Regions from separate parts of the Gossypium hirsutum genome. Here regions 2 and 3 are each linked to region 1. The links are chromatin contacts, called in public Hi-C maps. All regions are on one chromosome and are shown on one strand. The core of a region is the stretch at or near the end of the contact, and the rest is flanking DNA. Distances in the headings are between cores, read along the strand shown. Region 1 holds the start of LOC107919393 (probable truncated L-gulonolactone oxidase 7, mitochondrial). Region 2 holds the start of LOC107923287 (GRF1-interacting factor 3). Region 3 holds the start of LOC107923325 (probable L-gulonolactone oxidase 6).

Evidence for each region. Hi-C and Micro-C count contacts between places; a contact is called where the count stands out from the background.
Region 2: a contact with region 1 is called in a Hi-C map of leaf, with 2.3 times the contacts expected there. The contact joins the promoter of LOC107923287 here to the promoter of LOC107919393 in region 1. A contact is called at or near these places in 3 of 34 Hi-C or Micro-C datasets (anther, leaf and petal).
Region 3: a Hi-C map of leaf shows a contact between it and region 1, with 3 times the contacts expected there. The contact joins the promoter of LOC107923325 here to the promoter of LOC107919393 in region 1. A contact is called at or near these places in 8 of 34 Hi-C or Micro-C datasets (anther, callus, hypocotyl and 2 more).

Annotation. Positions count from the first base shown.
Region 1 is chrA12:82,479,852-82,483,250 of Gossypium_hirsutum_v2.1, forward strand. LOC107919393 (probable truncated L-gulonolactone oxidase 7, mitochondrial) reads right to left here and starts at 1,842. Exons shown (of 1, transcript XM_016848869.2): 1 at 1,387-1,842. The coding sequence starts at 1,842. The coding sequence ends at 1,387.
Region 2 is chrA12:82,301,208-82,304,606 of Gossypium_hirsutum_v2.1, forward strand. LOC107923287 (GRF1-interacting factor 3) reads right to left here and starts at 1,762. Exons shown (of 5, transcript XM_016853496.2): 1 at 1,526-1,762; 2 at 1,301-1,420; 3 at 403-479. The coding sequence starts at 1,378.
Region 3 is chrA12:82,655,073-82,658,471 of Gossypium_hirsutum_v2.1, forward strand. It overlaps LOC107923325 (probable L-gulonolactone oxidase 6), which reads right to left and starts at 1,898. Exons shown (of 4, transcript XM_016853532.2): 1 at 1,016-1,898. The coding sequence starts at 1,708.

The DNA of each region.
Region 1 (3,399 bases), core at 592-3,091:
GGGTTAATAACAAGTTTTATAATGCTCAATTTTCATGGGTAAGCATTCACTACCCGTCTTATTAATATTTTTAATAAAATATTATTATTAATAGCAATCATGAACAAAGATTTAATACATAATACATATGATAAATGAAATAGTATAAATTGATGCACAAATAATATGCTTATAGAATAACCTCAAAAGAGAAGGCAAATTAAAAGTAACCGCAATATTAAAAGAATTTAGAAATAAACTAGAGATGCATCACATAAATCAAACCACTTAAAATTGCACACTAACCTCATTGTAATTAAACCAATTTGATTGTTAATTCTAGTCAACAAATAAATAATTGCTAATAGCCCTAAGAGACCCACTGCATCGCATTAATGATGTACAAAATGTTAAGTCTCAGATTATTATCATCATTTTAAATTTCAATTTTACATGCACATCGCCCTGCTATATTATGTTAAATCCATCCAAAAATAATTCTCAATAAATATGTGATAACTTTAATTTCACAAATCTCCTAAAAACATCATTAATTACTAAAACTAAAAGTAAAACTAAACTACTAATTATTTTAGAAATAAATATAGCGAACAAAATAAAACACCACAAAAATGTGGAATTTTTTTTTGATAATATGAGTTGAAATTAAAAATGAAATAAAAACAATTGTTTAAGAAGCTATGTCCAGCTATTAGGGGTGTTCAATCGGTTAATCAACTCAAATTACCATTAACCGAATTAACCAACCTTTTTAAACCCTTAACCTTTAACTGAACCCAAATTTTTTTCAAAAAAATTAACCGACTTAACCGACCGATTAATTTATATTTCCAAAAAATTAACCGAACTGACCGAATACTTATATATTATAATATTATTTATTAAATTCGATTAATTCGGTTAACCGACTGATTTCGAACCGAATTAACCGTTAAGTAAACTTTCAAAAAATTATTAACCGACCATCGACAGAATTAATTCGGTTAACCGACCGATTAACCGAATTCGATCGGTTAACCGAATTAATTCGGTTTTACCCAAAATTTGCACACTTTTACCAGCCATAACCCAAAAGTCGACCCTGCAGACAAAACTAAGATTTGACTTTCTTGCTTGTGCTTTTAGTTGCTATACTTGGTATTAAAGTACACCTTGTAAATACGAGTCACTGGCCATTTACATGGTTACGTAATTTTTTATGTGGTTAATATTTTAATAAGTTAAATTGCTAATAAGATACTAAGTCAATGACAAAGTTGAAGTACTATTTAGATTTACACCATCGACTTCCACCTTACAATAATCACATTTTCTTTATGTTGATAGTTTTTTTTCCATATATGAATAGCGTTTTTCTATAAAGGAATAAACTAAATAATCAAACCCCTAATTCTTAATGCACACTCTTGCATCTGTAAAAGTTTTCCCAGGCCTACAAGACAGCCCTTGTTTGGAGCATAGTAAACATCTTGGGAAGAAATACACAGTCATTCCAAAGTTCTGGTTAGTCCACTCACTTGAAAACAATCTCAATGGTCTATTCGTATTTTTAACCTTCAAGAACTCTCCACCATTTTTGTATCTTTTGATCACCCCATCGAACACCAAGTTCTGGTTCTTCCCCCAATGCGGCAACGCATCATATTTGAACAAAGCCATTTGCTCGATCTTTTCCAACACGTCCTGGTAAAGCTTAGGAGCCATAGGGTCTTTGCTCTTGTAACAGGTGATGTCGAAATCTACGACGTATTCTTGCTTGCCTAAGTAAGCGGAGGAAGCTTTAACGTAGTGCATGAGGACACTGTTGTAAAGTTCTAGCCCGCACAGTGATTTGGGATCCATGGATACTAGCTCCTTCACATCATGGATGAAGCTTTTGACTACTGATGTAACGCCTTAAATAATTTATTTTTGTTTCTGTAAATATTTAACACAACTATGTATTTGCTTCAGTGGTTAAGTGTTTTGGGCGTGTGTGAGAGGTCTTGGGTTCAATTCCCACTTTGACAATTTTTGTTATTTTTGATCCAAGCCTTACCCTTGTTGAGTGGACTTATAGAAAATTGTCTATTAATTCATATCATAATGAGCCTGCTGGTTCGAGTGGTAAGGGGGTTGTTGTGTTGGAGGTCCTGTGTTTGAATCCTTATATAAGTTGTAGGTGATAATTTTTACTTTGGGCATCTGATAGAAGTTGAAAAGAATCGAAATTCTTGAGTAGTTGGATGTGGATTAGTGGGGAGGATATTAGTCGGATTTTAGTAATTTAAAAGATTTTATTTTATTTTATTTCTTTTAATTATTTTATTTTGTTTTCCCAAAATTCCTTTTCTCTTTTTGACGTTTTCTGTTCCCTTTTTTCCTCTATTCTATTTTCGTCTCTTCCTCTCCTTCTCGATTTTTCCAAATTTGCCTCCTTTTGTGCAAATTTTGACTGTATTGTTCGGTAAGTCTTGTATTGATACGATCTTAGTGTTTCAAGGTTAGTGTTTTAATGGGGGGTTTTGTGTTTATCTCAGTTAGGGGAAGGGTAAGAATCGGTTGGTGCTCCGGCATCAATTTAAGCGTTATGGGTTTCTGTCGTTGGTGGTAAGTATTTGAGTTCATTGTTTGATGTTGTAAGGCTCCGTTTGTGGAATATTTTTGGTTTGAGTTTCACAAGTGTGTACTGAATTTAGGAATTTGGATGTTGTTTCTTAGGTTTGGGTGGTCTGAAGATTATTTTCGTTGCAAAAATGAACTAAGTGTGTACTCGAAATGCAGAAAATTGAGCTTCGACAAAAGCTAAAAAACTATTCTATCGATGCCACACAAGTGTGTGCCTGGCCATGTGGTTGGCCGTGTGTGAGACACGGCCGTGTGGTCGACGAAGGCATGACCATGCACAAGACATGGCCATGTGGTAGTGTGGGTGTGGCTGTATAGGCCATACGGGCTAGGCCAAGTTGGGTTTATGGGCCCACATAGGCATGTGGACCCACCGGGCATGCCACACAAGCATGTGGGTTTTGGGCCAAGCCGTGTGGGTCACACGGGCAAGGCCAATTTGGGCGTGTGGGCACACGGACGCGTGGGCCCATTTTTTTGAAGTTTTTCTTAGGGTTATACGGGTCGTTCCGATCGATTGTGGGCTTATCGTAGAGTCAGTAAGGGCTAACCAAACCCTAAAACTATGTGATCTGTTAGTCTGATATTCTGTTCTGAATATGATATTGTTATACATGTCTGATTAGTCTAATGTATTTATATATCTGATATCTGAATAATAGCATGTGAGCATGATAACTTTGATTATATATATCTGATTAGGGGTGGGATTGGTATATGTGGAGGAAGTGTTTTATATAACGATCATTGCCTATATTCTGGTAGCTTGGCTGCATTTTATTTGACATGTGC
Region 2 (3,399 bases), core at 512-3,011, 180 kb before region 1:
TCTATAAATGCTCTTGATGCAAGATAAATGGCAACAAGAACCAAATCGGGTTTGGTTGGAGTGGAGATTTTACCATCCGTATATGCATTACAAGGCTCAGACATATCCGCAGAAGACTCATCCCAGTTTGGATCTAGGAAACTCCCAATTCGAGTCCCACTTTCAACTAAAAACACACACAATTATCTAGGAAGGAAGAATTTACAACTAATTGACGATAACATTAAATACTTCAGTTTGAGGTATGTGAACCATAATACATCCTACAGCATCTAGCACTTTCAACAAGCCGCTTCCAACTTAAAGCAAACATATATAATAAACCTCAAACATTAACTTAAAGATGCAGCATGCGCCACTAAGGTAGATAAAAGAAGAAACTGAAATTTATAAATCACTTACTGCGCACATTCAGCAAGTTTTCCAAGATTCTGATTGTCCAAAATTGCCAAAATCAACTTCTTATTCTCATCAAGATACTGGTAAGAATGAAAATTAAAATACAAGAACTTAATGAATCATAATATACTCCATTTTTAAGCATTAAGTGAAAGATATTGTGAATACACACAACAAATAGCGAAAACAGACAAAAACAACAGAAACAGTAAAGCCATACATTACACCATATATGGTTTTTCTAGAGTTTAGGCACAACAGAAAAAAGGACCGAACCAAGGAAAGGATAGCCCCTTCAATAAGAAGTTGCTGAATAGAAAGAATAGCTGGATTTCATGTATGCCTTTGAGCAGATCTATCGGTTTTTGTTTTCAAATCATTGAGTTCAAACAAATATTTCATTGCATTAAAGAATCAAAACACTGAGAATCAAATCGAAAAGGGCAAAAACACTGTTCATTCTCCCCCAACATCAAGCATAACTGTTTGTTACACCATACGCAACTCACCATTCAAGATGGTCCAACTATATCGCTCCGCATTACCAATAACTTCCATTCATTTCTCTATTTCACTCATCAATTTTATCGCACCTTTTCAAACTGAATACCAACCACCATTCCATCCCAAATAACTACCATTAAAAGCACAATCAACTCTTCCATGTCATAAACGTTATGTTCATAAAATCCAACAAAAGGCCTTCATTTGTTTTTCTTTTGGAACAGATAAAAAAAAGGGTTTCTTCTATCTCATACATAACTAAAGATTACCCAAAAAAATTACAAGTTCGAGATCAACATCTCCTTCCTCAACAACCCCATAACTATAACATACTAACATTAAACACAATACATGGACAATAACGAAAAAAAGAAAATATATATACAAATATACACACCTTCTGAATCTGTTCAGTAGTAATATTAGTAGGTGGATATGAAGGCATGACAGGAATCATTTGGGGTGGCTGCGGCATCTTCGTGTGAACTTTTACTTTACTCCAAAAGAAACCCTAAACCTAATCACCATGAAAAAAAATTCCCCCAAAAAAACATCTCAATCAAATATAGATAAATATTAAACAAAAAAATGGAAAAAAAAGGGTATGTACTATTTTTTTTACCGTGTTTGAGCAGATGAGTGTGGAGGATGTCCTCCGTTTTTTGCTTTTTGTTTTTTTTTTCAAATTAATTTAATTCTTGAAATAGGGTTTTTACTTAGTGACGATGGTTGAGGAATTTAAGACGGGGGATATATAAATATCCTAGAAAAAGGGTAAAATGGATAAAGCCGAAGAAAAAGAAGCTAGATTTGGTCCATGTCTTGTTGTGTTCTGTTTGTTGAAAGACAAAACTCACCCGAATAATGATTTTTTTTTCGATTTAATTTGTGTATAATATTAATTTAAGGGTTAATTACACCAAAATCACTATATTATTAGTAAACTTATGTTTTGGTTATTCAACTTCAAAAAGTTACAAAACGGTCATTGAACTATTTAAAAGTTTCTCTTTAAATTATTGAATTATTCGAAAGTTTTTATTTAAGTTACTATGTTGTTAAGTTTTGATTTGATGATCGCTATGGTGGATCAATACCCATCAACAAGTAAGACATATCTTAGATCCAAGTCATTTTGATGGTCAATGTTGAAGATCAAAGAAGACATTATTTGGATTTTGATTCGTAGATTCGTAATGTTTAAAGTAGTTTCATGAAAAAAAATTGAACTATAGAAGATAAGAGGAAGAAGAGCTTTAGATTGGAGCAGACAATACAAACAGAGAAGGTTATACAACAACAATTTTAACTGTCTAGCGACTTAAATGAAAACTTTCGAATAGTTTAAGGACCATTTTTAACATTTTGAAGTTGAGTGACTAAAACATAAATTTACTAATAATTTAATGACCTTAAATGTAATTTACCTTTAATTTAAATTAGTTTTCTATTGTTAAATAAATTAATTTAGTTTTTATACAAATAAAACTGGATCTATTTAATTTAATTTGTTTCATAAAAATGGAAAAAAAAGTCTAATGGTTTTGTTATTTTATGTCAAAATATATATTCTTTTTAAAATTTTGTAGTTTTGTCAAAAGAATCTTTTATTTAGTATCAAATTGAGTATAAAAGACAATTTCAATAATTTCTTTTTTTTTAAGGCTTTCATTTGTTAAATTACATCATGATTGTAACGGTCTAATTTCTAGTGGCATCAAAAAAGACAGTTTTGGAATTTCACTTTCATAAACCAAGTCTATAAATATTCTAGTTTAATATTTACAGAGTTAGTATAAATGAATATTAAAGTTTACTGCTTCAATTTTGTTTATTAATTGCTTAATTAGGATACATGGACTAAATTATAAAAGTTTTATCACCATAGATTTTTAATTGGCTAAAGATTTAAGGACTTAAATTGCAATTAACCTAAGGACTAAAATGATAAATAAATCATTTTCAAGAGGTGGTAGTGGACGGTAGGATTAAGAATTTATAAATTTAATTAATGTGAAGTTTAATTAATTAATTAACTAAATTTAATATTAATATCAGTATATTTATAATTTGGTGGTCGAATAAAAGAGAATTTCTCTTCTTATTCAACCAATCATAAGTGAATAAGAAAAAAAACTTTCAAGGGTTTTAAGCTTTCGACAATGATTGATCAAGAATTGGAACAAATTGGAGGGAAACAAAAATTATTGATTAGTCTCTAAAGATTCAATTTGTTTGTTGTTTTGACCATGTAAGTTCATATTGATTTGGGTTCTATTGCATTTATATGTTAGATTGAAGTGAATTAGTGAATTTGGCACTAATTGCTCGAAATGGACTGAATTGTAAATTCATAAGAATATTGGTTATATGGAAATAGAACAGGCTGTACATGAGATTGTTGACTAAATATATGTCTTGTATGAGAAATGAAATTGTGTACAGAAATTGATAATATCGTTTATACATAAATGATGCTCGAGTGAACTTAGTAAA
Region 3 (3,399 bases), core at 648-3,147, 180 kb after region 1:
TTTTATTGTTTTAATTTGTTCCCAACGCCTTTCTATGCTAGTAGGGTTTTTTTTTTGTTTATATATTATTAACATATTTATTTCAGTTCATTAATATTTCCATAAAAATACTTGATTTTATTTTTTTAATAGCTTATTCGTTAAGAAAAATAAAAGGGAAAAAAGAAAGAAAGAAATGAACCATTAAATTTGAAAAAGAAAAGTTAGGAGAGTATCATTGAATGAATATAAAAAAAAATCTCATATATGTAGGTAATCATTCAATGATTTGGGACCCAAATTGTATTCACCTAAAATTATTTTATATTATTATTAGGGTAATTTTTTTGGGAGAAATTTTTAAAGAGTCATCTTCGGGAACATTGACCTGCTCCCTTAATATGAAATATATTATCTCTTGGAGAGGGTCTGGCCTCTTTTTCCACCCCCTACACGCAAAGAGCTGTGATTGGGATAGGGGATCGAATCCCACTAAGGGCAAGACGCACACGTCGCTTCTTTGTGGGTGACCGTAAGTCCACCTCAGTGAGCCGTACACAATTCTCAATAGAAGCAGGCATGGTGTCTTCAAAGATGACATTTGAAAACTTCTCTCAAAAAAATCAATCCCCTTTTACAATTATTCAAGTTGTTCTTAATTTTTAAATAATTATTTTTGTTTAATAATTATTAATTATATATCTTAAGAATACAATGTAAAGTAAGAATATAATGTAATCAGTTTACTCATAAGATAATAGTAAAATTATTCCTTATAGAAAAGTAAGGGGGACCGTCTCGCCCGGCAACCCCACCCTCATAGATTTGCCCACTACCATTTTGGCCAAGAACTATAAGTGACAGCTATGGTGGATGGTTTCTTGGATCCTGAATTTCCAGCTCTCATCCGTAGAATATAGTTTAATCATATGATCAAACTATCAATTCATGTCATCCCAAGGAGAATAATGGCCATAAACACTTAAGGATCCATAAAAAAATGGAGAAAGAGGAGCTGAAAGACAGTGAGAGTTACCTGTGAGATTACCCCAAGAACTCCAAGCGAAACCTTAGCTGCATCGAGATCTTTGTCTCTCTCATTCAACACCCACACCTTAGCATATCCATCTTCAGCTTTTGCAGGGCTTACAATTCTCATCTCCACAACATAATCATGAACTGAACTCCCTTTCCCCCACAAGGAGCTCCCATGAGCGCCTGTACCTAAAAGGCCACCAATGGTCAATCCCCACCAATACGGTGCGTAAGGCAATGCGAAACCAGCCTTAGCTGCTTCAGTAATCAGTTGCCTCAACGTCACACCGCTCTCCACAGTCATCGTCATTGCCTCCGTGTTGGTTTTCAATACACGGTTAAGGTTCTTGGTGCTAACAAGCAACCCATCTTGGCCGTCGGGACAGACCAACTTGGGAATGCTGTGAGAGAAATGTGTCACCACTTTCATTTTCCTTTTGGATTTAGTTGCCGCCGATACGATCGAAACCAGCTCTTGTTCTGACGTTGGGTAAGCCACGTTCCCCGCTCTGCAAATGGCTCGGTCGGGGAACATGCCGTAAGAGTTTGTGACGGTGCAGTTGGAATCTTTGGTGGAACATTTGACGGGCTCCCCTGGGGGATTGCAACCCACTAAAACAACTAACAGACAGAGGCATTTCCATAGGAGAAGCACATTGAACTTGTTTGAAAACAACATTGGTATAGCTGGCATGGTTGATGGAAACTAATAGACAGAGGCTTTATAATCGATTGATTTTTCCACTCTAAAATATTTCGTATTTACCCGCAAATTCACACTTTGTTTAGCGTAGAAGGGGCTTCTCGCAATAAACTCAAGTATGTTTTCAAAAATGCTTCCAAGTTAAGGACTATTGAAAACGTTACTTAATTGCCTTTTTCTTAATGGCATTTTATGGAGCAACAGTTCTTATTTGAAAAAATAATCATAAACCCTACAAAAATTAATATTTATTTTATTATTTCTTGATATTTTTTTTAAGTTAATGATAAGGTGTGTGTTTCAATGGAATTTGCAGTCCCTGTAATTTGTTGCGTTTCATTTTCTACTTTTTGCCCTCTTTTGTGTCAAGTTACGCACAAGTGAAATTATTTAGATTGTAAAACAAATCCATTGGCTGCACATGCTCCAACCTCATAGCTGGGGATGAAACTAAAAGTAGTATGTAGGACGGCTATTATTATTTTGGAGTAAAAAATCAATTAACATAAATCACATTTGAATAGTCGAAATCAAACACACCAAATAGACCAGTTCATATGATATCTCATTTTCCCATCTATCATCGTACTTAGAAAACAACCAAATAGGGAAAAGGAGTTAATTTGAAGAGATTTCTTTGCTGTATTCACTTGTTTACATGCATCACAAAACAGAGAAACTACTGTCCTTTCCTCTCTTTCTTTGATCGTCATATACATTTTTTAAGGTTAATTTCACCTTACATCTCAAACTCTAAAATATTCTAAATTGAATCAGTAAAGTTTATATAGAATGTATTGAAATCACCCCGTCAAATTTTAAACACGTGTGACACTAGCAGAGGTGAATACCCAAAATATATATATAGAAAATACCCTTTTTAGTACTGACCCAAAAAAACAAAGATATTTCAAAATTTTTATAATTCATTTCTGCCGCTTTAAAAAATTTCTAAATTTAACAACTATTTTAGGGTAATTTACTAAAAAAGCTCATTTCTAAAATTATTTATGGAAATGGGCCAATTTTTTATTATTTATCAGAAAGGTCTGAATTCCCCGAAAATGCGTTCATGTAAGCGCAAAGTCAGGGGACGTGTCGGCAAAATGCTCCCCCAGGGACACGTTTTGCCCCTTTTTTAGGGTTAGAGTTTTTTGTGCTTGATTTAGGGTTTTAGGGTTAGGGTTTTAAGAGTTAGGGTTTTATTGTGTTTAAGGTTTTAGGGTTAATTAAATTAGGGTTTAGGGTTAATTAATTAAATTAACTATTAATTTAAAAAATTAATTAAATTAGGGTTTAGGGTTTTTAGGATTAATTAATTAAATTAGGATGCACTATCAGCAAAATTACTAAAAAAAACTCCCACGTTGACGCTCTTTTGCTACAGTAGTATCTGAAAAAATAATTTTGAGAAGACATTTCTAAACAAATAGTGTCCAAAATGCTTCAAGCATGATGCACTGTAAGCAAAATTATTGAAAAAAGTTCCCACATGGACGCTCTTTTGCTAGAATAGTATCTGAAAAAATAATTTTGAGAAGAAGTTTCTGAACAAATAGTATCCAAAACACTTCAAGCAGGATGCACTATCAACAAAATTACTGAAAAAAACTCCCACGTGGATGCTTTTTTGCTACAGTAGTATCTGAAAAAGTAATTTTGAGAAGACGTTTTTGAACAAA